Regions from separate parts of the Mus musculus genome. Here all the other regions are linked to region 1. The links are chromatin contacts, called in public HiChIP or PLAC-seq maps. All regions are on one chromosome and are shown on one strand. Each heading gives the region's core, a stretch centred on a gene start, on an enhancer-like site or on the middle of the called end of the contact. The rest is flanking DNA. Distances are from core to core; before and after follow the strand shown.

Evidence for each region. HiChIP or PLAC-seq counts read pairs in DNA pulled down with a chosen protein or histone mark.
Region 2: a FOXA1 HiChIP or PLAC-seq map of pancreatic cancer cells shows a contact between it and region 1. The contact joins two enhancer-like sites. A contact is called at or near these places in 2 of 115 datasets of contacts at active chromatin or transcription factors (extraembryonic endoderm stem cells and pancreatic cancer cells) and 1 of 9 other capture datasets (embryonic stem cells).
Region 3: a FOXA1 HiChIP or PLAC-seq map of pancreatic cancer cells shows a contact between it and region 1. The contact joins two enhancer-like sites. A contact is called at or near these places in 2 of 115 datasets of contacts at active chromatin or transcription factors (bone marrow-derived macrophages and pancreatic cancer cells).
Region 4: a contact with region 1 is called in a FOXA1 HiChIP or PLAC-seq map of pancreatic cancer cells. The contact joins two enhancer-like sites. A contact is called at or near these places in 1 of 484 Hi-C or Micro-C datasets (forebrain) and 4 of 115 datasets of contacts at active chromatin or transcription factors (bone marrow-derived macrophages, memory CD8 T cells, pancreatic cancer cells and 1 more).

Annotation. Positions count from the first base shown.
Region 1 is chr17:87,607,748-87,610,415 of GRCm38.p6, forward strand. The region is part of intron 2 of Gm46609 (predicted gene, 46609); the gene reads right to left. Among named protein-coding and RNA genes, the nearest start is that of Gm46609, 4.5 kb to the right of the region's middle. Within about 2 kb of position 1,299, at least 84 of the 459 cell types and tissues checked have an H3K27ac peak or open chromatin away from gene starts, as enhancers often do. A contact at or near this core is called in pancreatic cancer cells and trophoblast stem cells, where this site is marked.
Region 2 is chr17:87,168,782-87,171,449 of GRCm38.p6, forward strand. No RefSeq gene overlaps it. Among named protein-coding and RNA genes, the nearest start is that of C330024C12Rik, 25 kb to the right of the region's middle. Within about 2 kb of position 1,365, at least 94 of the 459 cell types and tissues checked have an H3K27ac peak or open chromatin away from gene starts, as enhancers often do. A contact at or near this core is called in pancreatic cancer cells, where this site is marked.
Region 3 is chr17:87,915,173-87,917,840 of GRCm38.p6, forward strand. No RefSeq gene overlaps it. Among named protein-coding and RNA genes, the nearest start is that of Msh6, 59 kb to the right of the region's middle. Within about 2 kb of position 1,354, at least 6 of the 459 cell types and tissues checked have an H3K27ac peak or open chromatin away from gene starts, as enhancers often do. A contact at or near this core is called in pancreatic cancer cells, where this site is marked.
Region 4 is chr17:87,349,546-87,352,213 of GRCm38.p6, forward strand. All of the region lies in intron 15 of Ttc7 (tetratricopeptide repeat domain 7), which reads left to right. Among named protein-coding and RNA genes, the nearest start is that of Gm52284, 44 kb to the left of the region's middle. Within about 2 kb of position 1,311, at least 158 of the 459 cell types and tissues checked have an H3K27ac peak or open chromatin away from gene starts, as enhancers often do. A contact at or near this core is called in pancreatic cancer cells and trophoblast stem cells, where this site is marked.

The DNA of each region.
Region 1 (2,668 bases), core at 49-2,548:
ATAATAAACAGAGGGAGCTGGAGAACTGTCTCAATAGCTAAGAGTGTTGGCTCTCCCAGAGGACCTGGGTTCAGTTCCCAACACCTACATGACAGCTCACAACTGTCTGAAATTCCAGTTCCAGGGTGCTCAACACCCTTACACAAACATGTATGCAGGCAGAATACCAATATGTATAAAATAAAATCATTTTTTTAAAAAATGGGAGGTAGTTTGGATATATAGGGAAAGTGTCATATAATGATGACCTACAAGCCAAGAAAAGGGCATGAAGTCTCTTTAGGGCCTTGAAAAGAGAGGCCTGTCAGTGCCTTGGTTTAGGGCATCCGGCCTTCTCAACCATAAGAGAGTAAATTCCCTTTTTTTTTTTTTTTTTTTTTGGTTTTTCAAGACAGGGTTTCTCTGTGTATCCCTGGCTGTCCTGGAACTCACTCTGTAGACCAGGCTGGCCTCGAACTCAGAAATCCGCCTGCCTCTGCCTCCCAAGTGCTGGGATTAAAGGCTTGCACCACCACTGCCCGGCAACTATCCAGGCTTGTCGTGAGTGCCTTTTCCTATATCATATTCAGTGGTGCACAGTCAGCAGTATCCATTTTATACTAGGCCTGGCCAGGCAAAATCTGCTCATTGGTGCAAGGGCAGCAAGTCTGTTTATTGGAGAAGCCAACTCCACAGAGGGAATTCAGATCTGGTATTGTAAACCGGGTCCGAAGCCCATGGCTGTGGGGTCATACCCTTCACGTGTTTTCCTAAATGGGCATGATGTCAAAGCACCTTTCAGAAAATGTCTGTCTCCATGGGTTGGTCCTACTGTCAGCTTTTCTAAAAGCTGTATTTACTTACTGAGTTGTGTGTGTGTGTGTGTGTGTGTGTGTGTGTGTGTGTCTGCTTGAGTTTATGTGCAACGAATGTGTATAACATAAGAGAGGTCAGAAGCCCATCAGATCCCCAGGAACCGCAGCTATGGGTGGATGTGAGTCACCTGAGACGGGTGTTGGGAACCAAACCTGGGTCCTTTGCAAGTGCAGTAAGCACTTTGAACTGCTAAACTGTATCTCCAGCCAGTGCTACCTTTAGCTTTGCTCAAAGAAACCTTTTCTTTGTTTCCATGTGTGGTGGCGCAAACCTTTAATCCCAGCACTCCTAAATGGGCATGAGGGCAGAGGCAGGTGGATCTCTGTTAAGTCCAAGGCCATCCAGATCTACAAAAACAAAAAGCAAAACCAGCCTCTATTTGCAGTAGGTAGCTGTAACTGCACAGACCACAAACAGGATGTCTGTGTAATCCCTCCAAGGTAACAATATAAAGAACAAACCGAAAGAACACGCACGCTGAATCACAAGGTGGACTGTTGTAGAGGTTGGCCTTCCAGGTGGCCATAGGACACAGCCTGTCCGCATCCTGGGGTGGGGCAGGGAGGAGCTCGGGACGCCTCCACCCACCCTGAGGAGCTATAGGTTGCTGGAAGAGGGATTTTCTTTCGTGGGGTAGCCATAAGGTGGCCCACGCTCAGGTAAATAACCCACCATCCATGTTCCTGTGAGTGACCCTGATGGAACTCACTGAGCCTCACAGAGCATTGGGACACGCACATACACAAGCGCGTGCTCTACACCACAGCAATTAGCCAGAACCAGAAAAAGGACCAGCTACTACAGGAGGGCGAGAAGAGAGCTCGACTGAGAGTGAATATAATCAAAATACATTTTATGTATCTATAAAAAAAAGTCATAACGCAATCGTCATTATAATTAACACATACTAATAAAATATAAAATACACAGATAAAATAGTGCTTAAATCGTCCTTTTCCCCAGATGTTCCCAGTCTTTACCGGGTTAAAGATGCGCCATGGTCACGTGACGTGAGGGGCTGGCAGCCGTGTTGAGGAAACATCAGCTCAGGCGCTGACCAAGGAAAAAGTATACAAGGTGCAACTGGTTGGACAGGTTTCCTCACAGACCTCAGTAACTTAATCCCTAAGAGACTGAATTTTAAAAGTAATTGATTCGGTGAGGGGTAGCTGAGCAGCAGCCACGCGCGTACGCGAGCGAGCAGGGCTTGTCTTGCCGGCCTGGGGAAGACGGATGAGTCAGCCCTCTTCCCTGCCCGGGAGGGACCGTTTCTATGAAGATTCACCTGTGCAAGGTGTAATAGGTCAGAAATTAGCCACTGTGTGAGTAACAGGCTGCGAGGGTTCAAAATCAAGAGAATGATTCATTCCATCTGGGGGGAGAGTATCGTGCCACTTCGCTGCGGGGGCGATGTCTCACTAAGCAATGTCTGGCCAGAGTCCTCGGCACTGAGAGAGCAGCATTGTGTGTCATCTAGAGAAAAGCACCTACCAGGAAAGTTCGAGTTTTCCCCAGAGTGTTTCGTTGATAATGGATTTGTGCTCTCTCCTGGGTGAGGACAAAGAAGGCTCTCCATTCTTGGCATGCGCAGAGGGTTTCCAGACTCCTGTGCCTCTGACCATCCACTCCAGGACAGAACTCACTTTTGCACAGTTGAGAAACACAACATGAAATGTATATAGAAGATGTGGACCTGCTAATAGGCTCTTCCCAAATACAGTCTTTTAAAATAAAAGATTTGTTTATTTTTATTGTATATGTATTGGTATAGTGCCTGCATGTATGTCTGCACAGCTCATGCGTGACGTATCCT
Region 2 (2,668 bases), core at 115-2,614, 440 kb before region 1:
TCCTGTCACACAGGGTCCCAGGTCCCTGTCCAGAGGCCACGGGATGAGCAGAGGCTCCAAGTCTTGACCGCAGTACCTTGGTGAAATCACTTCTGAACCCAGAGAGGTTCTCATCAATAATCTATAAAACAAAAGTCATCTCAGTGGGCATCTGGGCGATTGAATATGCTAATCTATGTAAAAGACTTAGAGCAAGGTCTGGCCCCAGAAGCTTTCAATAAACTCGCTCCGTTATTAATAGGATTGCTCCAACTGGAGCGTTCCAGGTCTCTCTGGCTGACCTCCTCTCCTCTACAGGAGGTTTGTGAATTGACTTCCAACACCTCCCTGTGTTTTTTCTCTCTCCATCTTCTTTGCCCGCCTTCTCTTCTCCTCCTCCTCCTCCTCCCAAGCCTGACGTGCCATTGAATCTGTTTAATTCACCCAAGGCTCAGAGCCCCAGATCCCTGAATGTGACAGATTGAGGGGGTGGGCTAAGAGTGGAGAATGGCAGAGTTGGTGTAAGAGGACTTAAATAGACTTGCACATGCTCCCCTTTCAAAGCAGCAGATTCTGCCCCACTGTGGGGCAGCTTTTGTTTTGCCTTTCCTTGAGTAAGTGGGTAGATGTTTTTCTCTGTTTCTTCTCAGCAGGGTGCCGTGTGTGTGTGTGTGTGTGTGTGTGTGTGTGTGTGTGTGCATGCATGCATGCTCCATGCATGCATGTGGCTTTGCATACATGTTCTGGTGTGATCTTAGAACCCCAGTGCCTGATAGGTGGCAAGCACTCGAAGGGCTAGCTAATGAAGGAAGCCTTTTAAAACCCCCGGTTCCTTCTCTGTGGCTCTGTTACCCATCCTTGCTTGCTTCTGGCATCCCTCTTCCACTGTGTAGGAACGAGGTTTCAGCACAAGGTTCCAACACAGTGAATGCTGGGGCCTGAGCATTGAGACGAAGCTGAGCACACCTCCAGAGATGGAAACGGTGTCCTGGAGATCAGCGGTTCTCAACCGGTGGGTTGAAAGACTTTCCCAAGGGTGGCATATCAGATATTTACATTACAGTTCATCACAGTAGCAAAATTACAGTTACGAAGTAGCAACAAAAATCATTTCATGATTGCGGGTCACCACAACATGAAGAACTGTATTAAGGGGTTGTGGCATTGGGAATGTTGAGAACTGCTACTGTAGGGTTTGAGTTAAGGGCTGATAAGAAACCCATTCCACTTTCTGAAGGCTGAAATCATAGAGGCTGAGCTCTCTTCACTTGGCCATGGTGCATCAGAGGACCCAGGCTCAGTTCTTATCCCACTGTTTACTGAGTAGATCTCACTCTGACCAAACCCTAGCTCCCTCTCGGATGGAGCAGAGCCACAGGTTACACCCCCAGTCAGTCTGACAGTGAGTGGGTGCCTCTTCAAGCTGAAAGCCAGGAGAATATGGGGCACAGGAACTGAGACTCTCCAGATATCAGAGAGAGAGAGAGACAGACAGACAGACAGACAGACAGACAGACAGACAGAGACACAGAGAGAGACAGAGAGAGAAGGAGGGACAGGAGGAAGAACGGAAGACTCTCTCAGACTCTGTCAGACCTGGTGGGACATGGTGGTGGGTGGAGGCTGGAAGGGGAGGCAGCCATTTACCGGCACAATCAACAAACAAGGGCTGAGAACACAAAGCCAGGCATTGTGCAAACTCTGAGGAAGTAAAAAGGAATTCTTATTTATAATTTACACCCCACCTACTTCCAAAGAGAATTTTAAAGGTGACTCACAGTGAAAACCACATATGAAGCAAGATCACTGAGTTAAAAATTGAAAAGCCAATCCGTGAGGAGAAAGAGAGGAAGTCTGTATTACTTAGTCACCACATGCCAAGGTCCTTCTGCCCAATGGCTCCGGTTTACAGAAGGGGGCGACAGGAGCCAGGAGGCGTGGCCAAAGCCAAGAGAAAGACAGGCCACTCAGGTCCCTAGGGGCTATCATATTTTAGAGAGCATGAAAACATTTCAAATTTTCCTTTAAAACTAGAATTTAACAGAACAATTAAGTTAAAGAAAATGGATTAATATCTAATATCAGTGGACTGGTCTTTACGCTAACAAAATCATATTTAATTTGGGGGTGGAAAAGAGGCTCACAAGAGTCAAATCTGAGATCCCCAAAGCATGTAGTGAAGCCTGGGGTACACACTCAGGCCCATAACCTGCGCTGGGACACTTGTCACTAGATCTTCAGCTGGAACATCACCACAATGAGTGGGGATTCACAGAGATATGCAGGGGACACAATCACTTTCTGTACGGTGTGACTGGAGCAGAAATGTGCTTTGGATTTCAGATTTACTCCTGTAGCTAATCTATCCTTAGCAGCTCTACTAGGTAGAGCAGGGGAAAGGAACCCTTGTTATCCAAGTTGGCAAACTTCTGACTTGCTTTAGTAATAGAAAATGGTCATTCGTAGGTGACTCGTGGGTACAGGTAAATCCCAGTCTTTTGAATTCCCCTTGTGCCCCACATTGGCAAATGATTCTGTTTTCCCAGAAGCATGGGGAGGCTGTCTGGGTTCTCCATGTATCCTGAATCCTTACTGTCTTCAACAAGTGAAGCCTGCTCCAGCACACCTATGGATTCACCTCAGATGTCACTGTCACCATCATACGTCTTTATTCTTCAACACGCCCTCA
Region 3 (2,668 bases), core at 104-2,603, 310 kb after region 1:
TCTCTCCAGCCCTGGAGGGACTGATAGCTCTACCCATGTTCTCTCACTTAGATTTAAGAAGAAGAAGGAGGTGGAGAGGTGGCTCACCAGTTAAGAGCATACACCACTCTTATGAGGACCAAAGAACAGTTCCCAGCACCCACATTTGGCAACTCACAACACTGTGTAACTCCAGCTTCAGGAGATCTACCATCTCTGGCCTCCACTAGTTCTGGGTCAGGAAGCTTGAAAAATTCTTGTTCTAATTACGTAAACTAGTCACTGTCATTTAGAGGCTCAGGCACAGCAGATATGCCAGGCCTGACTTCTTCACCCTGACCCAGAATGCTAAGTTAGCCTCACAGCCTTCCAGTCTGGAAAAGACGTCTTGACATAATGTTGTGGTCACCACATTCCCACTGTATGCGTCACTGTTCATTGAGCTGGCTCACACAGAGAACCAATTATGTTCAAAGATCATATTCATTAGCCACCCATAGCCTTAATGACATACCCAAGAGAATTAACTTGTAAGGTTCATTTGTCTCATGGTTTTAGAAGTTTTGGTCTATAACTGATTGTCAGTATTGTTTACAGCCTGTGATGAAGCAATGCATTATGGTGGAAACATGACTAAGCAAAACCCCCTTACAGCACTAGTGAGGAGGGAGAATAGAAGAGTTAGGCTCCCAGAGTCCTTTGCTAGGGCATATCTCTCTTGGACCCCACTAGCTAGACATCCACCACCTCTTTCTAGCACCTCCTGAGGTCCAAGCTTTTGACACATGCCCTGTGGAAGATGTTTGAGGTCCCTACTAAAGAGGACAACTGTATCAAATTCAGCTCTGAGGGAAAGGCAGTGCCTCCCACAGATGGTCTCAGTGCTAAGGTAGGCCATTCCTGTTCATCTAGAGAGCTGTCCTGGACATGAGACTAAGGCTTAATGACAGTTTTCCTGGGGACTCTCCCAAGAGGGTCCCCTAAGCAGAATTCTGGGGTGGATGGAAGGCAGCCAGCCAAACAGAGGTAGGAGTGAGGAGGCACTCCAGGTAGGCAGCGGGAACAGCTTGAGCGAAGATACCAAAGCAGGCAAATATTTTGCCCCTGGTGCTGCTGAAGCTGAAACCAATGGCGGGAGTGGATCCATGAGGCTCGGCTCTAGGTTGGCATTTAGGCTTCTATCTGGCTTCCAGTTTCCTCTGCTTATTTCCTGTTTCTTCCTTCCTTTTCCTGGTGTAGTGAAGGTGCCAGGTCATGTTTGAGCCTCTCAGGGCCTCCAACTCTTATTTTCTTGCCGAATCCTACCCACACCCCTCACTCCAACCCATGGCTCTCACAGTCATCACCTGTGACTCATTTGTGGCTCTTAAGTGCTGAGAATGTCCACAAGCAGCAGGAAGACAATTCTTATTGACTTCTAGTGGAGAGAGCCGGGCCTTGGCCTGACTCTGCTCAGGTGCTGAGAGACTGTCACTGGCTCACTCTTCCTGCCGAAAGTCCAATGTCCTCATCTGGGAAATGGGTTCAGTCAGTACAATCCCTGCATGGTACAGTCCTGAACTAGAATGAACTACCTACCACCTGTAAATCCTAACACAAGTTGCTTACCTTGTTATTTTGAGTGACAGAATGGTGTACACAGTACAAATACTGGCTATGGAAGCAGAGAACCTAGGCTTGTTTGGGTGGTTGGTGTTGTTGATTTGGTCTGGTCTAGTTTGGTTTGGTTGGTTGGTCTGGTCTGGTCTGGTTTGGTTGGTTGGTTTGGTCTGGCCTAGTTTGGTTCCATTTAGAGATGAGCTCTTATATAGCCCTGCTGGCCTCAAACCCATGCCGTATATTACTAATGATGACCTTACATTTCTGACCCTTCTGCCTCTACTTCTCAAGTGCTGGGATTACAAGTGTGTACCACCATGTTTGGCAATATAGCGTAGGCTTGAAGCTCAGCTCTGTAACTTACTATGTGACTTTCAGCAGACTGCCTGGCTTCTCTGGGCCTTAGATTGTTCATCTGTAAAATAAGGAATATGTTTCATAGGCCTGTTGTATTATAAAATATGTGAATTTATGTAGTGTCCTATATAGGATCTCATATACAGGAAATTTTACAAAATCTTAATCATTCTTATCATCCTGGCTTGGGGTTTGGGGTCCTGGGGTCCAAGAATCACTGAAGGAAGACCCCAGACTCAAATAGTATACAAAGGCAAAGAGTGTTTATTCTGCAGAAATTACCTACATGCAGAGGTCAACCATTCTTCAAAATGGTGATGACCCAAGAGGCTCACAGGCCCCTTTGATGCAGGGCTAAGGGGATTTTCTAGAAGGGTTAGGTAACCTCTAATATGATTGATAAGGGGGAAAGCAGTGACATTAGTACAATTTTGATTGGTTGCTACATTAGTTCCATTATTTTTGGAGAGGCCTTGAAGAATTTCAGAGACCAGCTCAACTGTGCCCCCATTATCGCCTTCAGTTAGATGTCTCAGAAAGTGACTCCATTTCAGCTTTACCCTCCCTAAGTCAGGGTCGTCATTGACTAAAGACTCACTCACTGCCAGTGGCTCCCTCTGAGGAACCCAGTTTGCCTCCCAGGGAATTAAATTTTTTTAATCTCAAGATTTTTGGACCTCTCACGGGTGGTACATGTAGCAGTGGGCAGATCTTAAAGCTTTTGGTGAAGTTA
Region 4 (2,668 bases), core at 61-2,560, 260 kb before region 1:
TCCCCACAGATGAAACCCTGGGGTACAGAAACCCATGGATTATCAGGAAATGTCATTGAATCCATTACAGGTCAGGGATCACTGAAAAATGTCACTGCTTTTCGGCTGCGTGTCCCGCTTCCCCAGCTGGCCCCGTGCTAAGAGCAGGCCGTATGGGACTCCAGCTGTTGCTAGCAACTAATTAAACCACCAGTCCAGTAAATATTGCTCAGCAAAACAACAGACCAACCTGCCACGGCCTGGCCTCATCAGCCCCAGCAAAGTGTATTCTCAGGCCTGTGACATGGCTTGTCTCCCACCAAGCCACCTTGCAGCGGCTATCCTGGTGGCCAGGCCTTCTAGAGGCGCCCCCTTTCCTGCAGAGTCATCAGTCAGTTCAGTGGACCCAAGGACTGTCGCACATGGAGGACAGAAGCCAGCAGGTCAGTGTAGGGATGGTTGCTTTGCCTGCTACTGTTTGGGAGAGGCCTAGACAAAGGAGGATGCTGACCGCTAAGCAGACTCCCATCTTCTAAGTTTATCCTAGTAGGAGAGCCAAGTCAGGTCACTGCCCTGAGTCACGTTTATCACTTAGGTGCCACCGGCAGCAATGTGTTCCTCTTTAAATAAAATAAATTTAACAACCTGCCCTGACTCTTCTGCTTCTCAAGTGTGCTGAGACACGGACTGAAGGTCCCTGGTTGGTGGACTTCTGTGTCTGAGGTCCCGGTGTGGAGGGGAGGCCACAAAGTTCCGTCGACACCTGGCACTGACAATGTTTAGTGAGTGAGCCAGGAGCTTGAAGGAAGGGGATCCGGATGAGGCTGGGCTGTGAGTGACACAGGGGAGCAGTCACTGTCCCCACACGGGCACGCAAGGTAGAACCCGGCCTCTGGTGAGTCCAGCTTCTGAAGACCCTTCTTACTTGGGGATTAGGAAGCCAAGTGCAGGGGTCTTGATGCCCGGCCCGTGCTGAGGGACGGCCTTCGGTTAGCCCGGCTCAGGTTTAAAAATGCAGAAACGTGAGGAGGCAGACTGACTCCTCCACGGGGACAGTATGAACCTGGTGTGATGGGAACCAGATATCCCTAGCAGCTTCCTGAAACCCTCTGGGCTTTCCACTAAGCCCTGGACACATGTACCAGGAGGCCCACGGCCAGGCGGCCCACAGGCTTCCTGTGGGGAATGGGAGAATTTCAGCAGGCCCAGAGTTGTCTCTGCTGGTCCTTCCCATCTTTGAAGCAGCTGAGAAGCCTGACCAGGAGGGAGAGGAATCTGGGGTGGGGAGGGATGGACCACCATGAGCACTGTAGGGAGATGGTTTTAGGTAACACATTCCTTCAGCTTTAGTCAGGCCCTTGTAGTGAAGGTCACCATAGAAACCAAACAAAGTCCCTAGGCCAAGGATGGGAGCTTTCCAATAACCAAGCTGTCAGCCATTCCCCCGCCCAGCCCTGCAGCCCGCCAGACTGACTCTGAGGACCCAGGGCCCACAAGTGACACGGGAGTAAATGTGTTTTCTTCCTACCTCCACAGTGGGCAGGGCCATCTACCCACCCCTTATCTGACACAATAGACATTCCTGAGAGCCCCTGCTGGCCCAGCCCCTAGTCCTAGGAGACTGGGGAAGTCCTGAGGGAGCCATGTGTCAAAGCCACAGAGGAACTTGCCAGTGGAGGAACAATATGGCCCTCTCCACAAGCCACTGCTCGCCCCAGATAAACAAACGAACTGCTGCATCCATCGGCCCCAGGAAACCAGGGCTGTTTTGGAAAATGTTTGAGGTGATCTAACTAGGTATTAGCTGGAGCCAGACTGTAGCTAGATCCAGTCAAGGCTGAAACTGAGCCTCCAGGGCATTTCTCCGAGCCACCTACCCACCCCACCCCCACCTCAACACACCTACTTATCAGGTTGCATGTGACATATTTCTGGAGGGGTAGTCCACCAAGCAGAAGGGATCAGAGTCCTGGGACTTGTGCTAACATTTCTGCCTTAAACCCAGTGTGTTTATTGGATTGTTCTTATTAAGGGCTTGTAGCACATCAAAAGGATGCTTAAAATACCAACACTTGAAGAGGGGGTGGGGATCAGAGGTATTAACACTAACATAGTTTATCACTCTGCTGGGTTCACTAAACACGCTTGGCTGCCACAGTGCGCGGGGACAGCAGCCAGGACTCTCTGGCCATGTGGCCGAGGAACTGCTAAGCCAGGCATAATCACGGGCACCGGGCACCGTCAGATCCTTCTCAAAGGTCAGCTACTCCTTGGCTGAGCGGCGGTTGGCGGTCAGCGTTTCTCCTCCTTGGCTCTCCCGTGAGCACCTCCGTGGTGACTGTAGTGACTTAGGACCGGGGCAGAGCCCTGTGCGTGCATTAACTGCTCTGCCCCGCAAGCGCCTGCCTCTTCAGTGGGAAGCCATTAGGGTTAGCAAGCTGGCTGGAAACCAAAGATGCAGAGACTGAGGCTCTATCTACCAGGCCAGAACCTCCCCTTTGTCCTAACTGAGAGCTTCTCAGCCTACCTGAAATGGCAAGGCCTTTTGTAGTGTGAGTCCTGTTCAAGTCTGAGAGGTTATTAGGGAGGTTGTTAAGTGACCTGTGGTAGGAGGATGTTGGGAGGCTGGTGGGGTGGGGTCAGCTGACAGTCGGTGCTGCACACAGATGGAATAGTTTGTTCAGGGCAC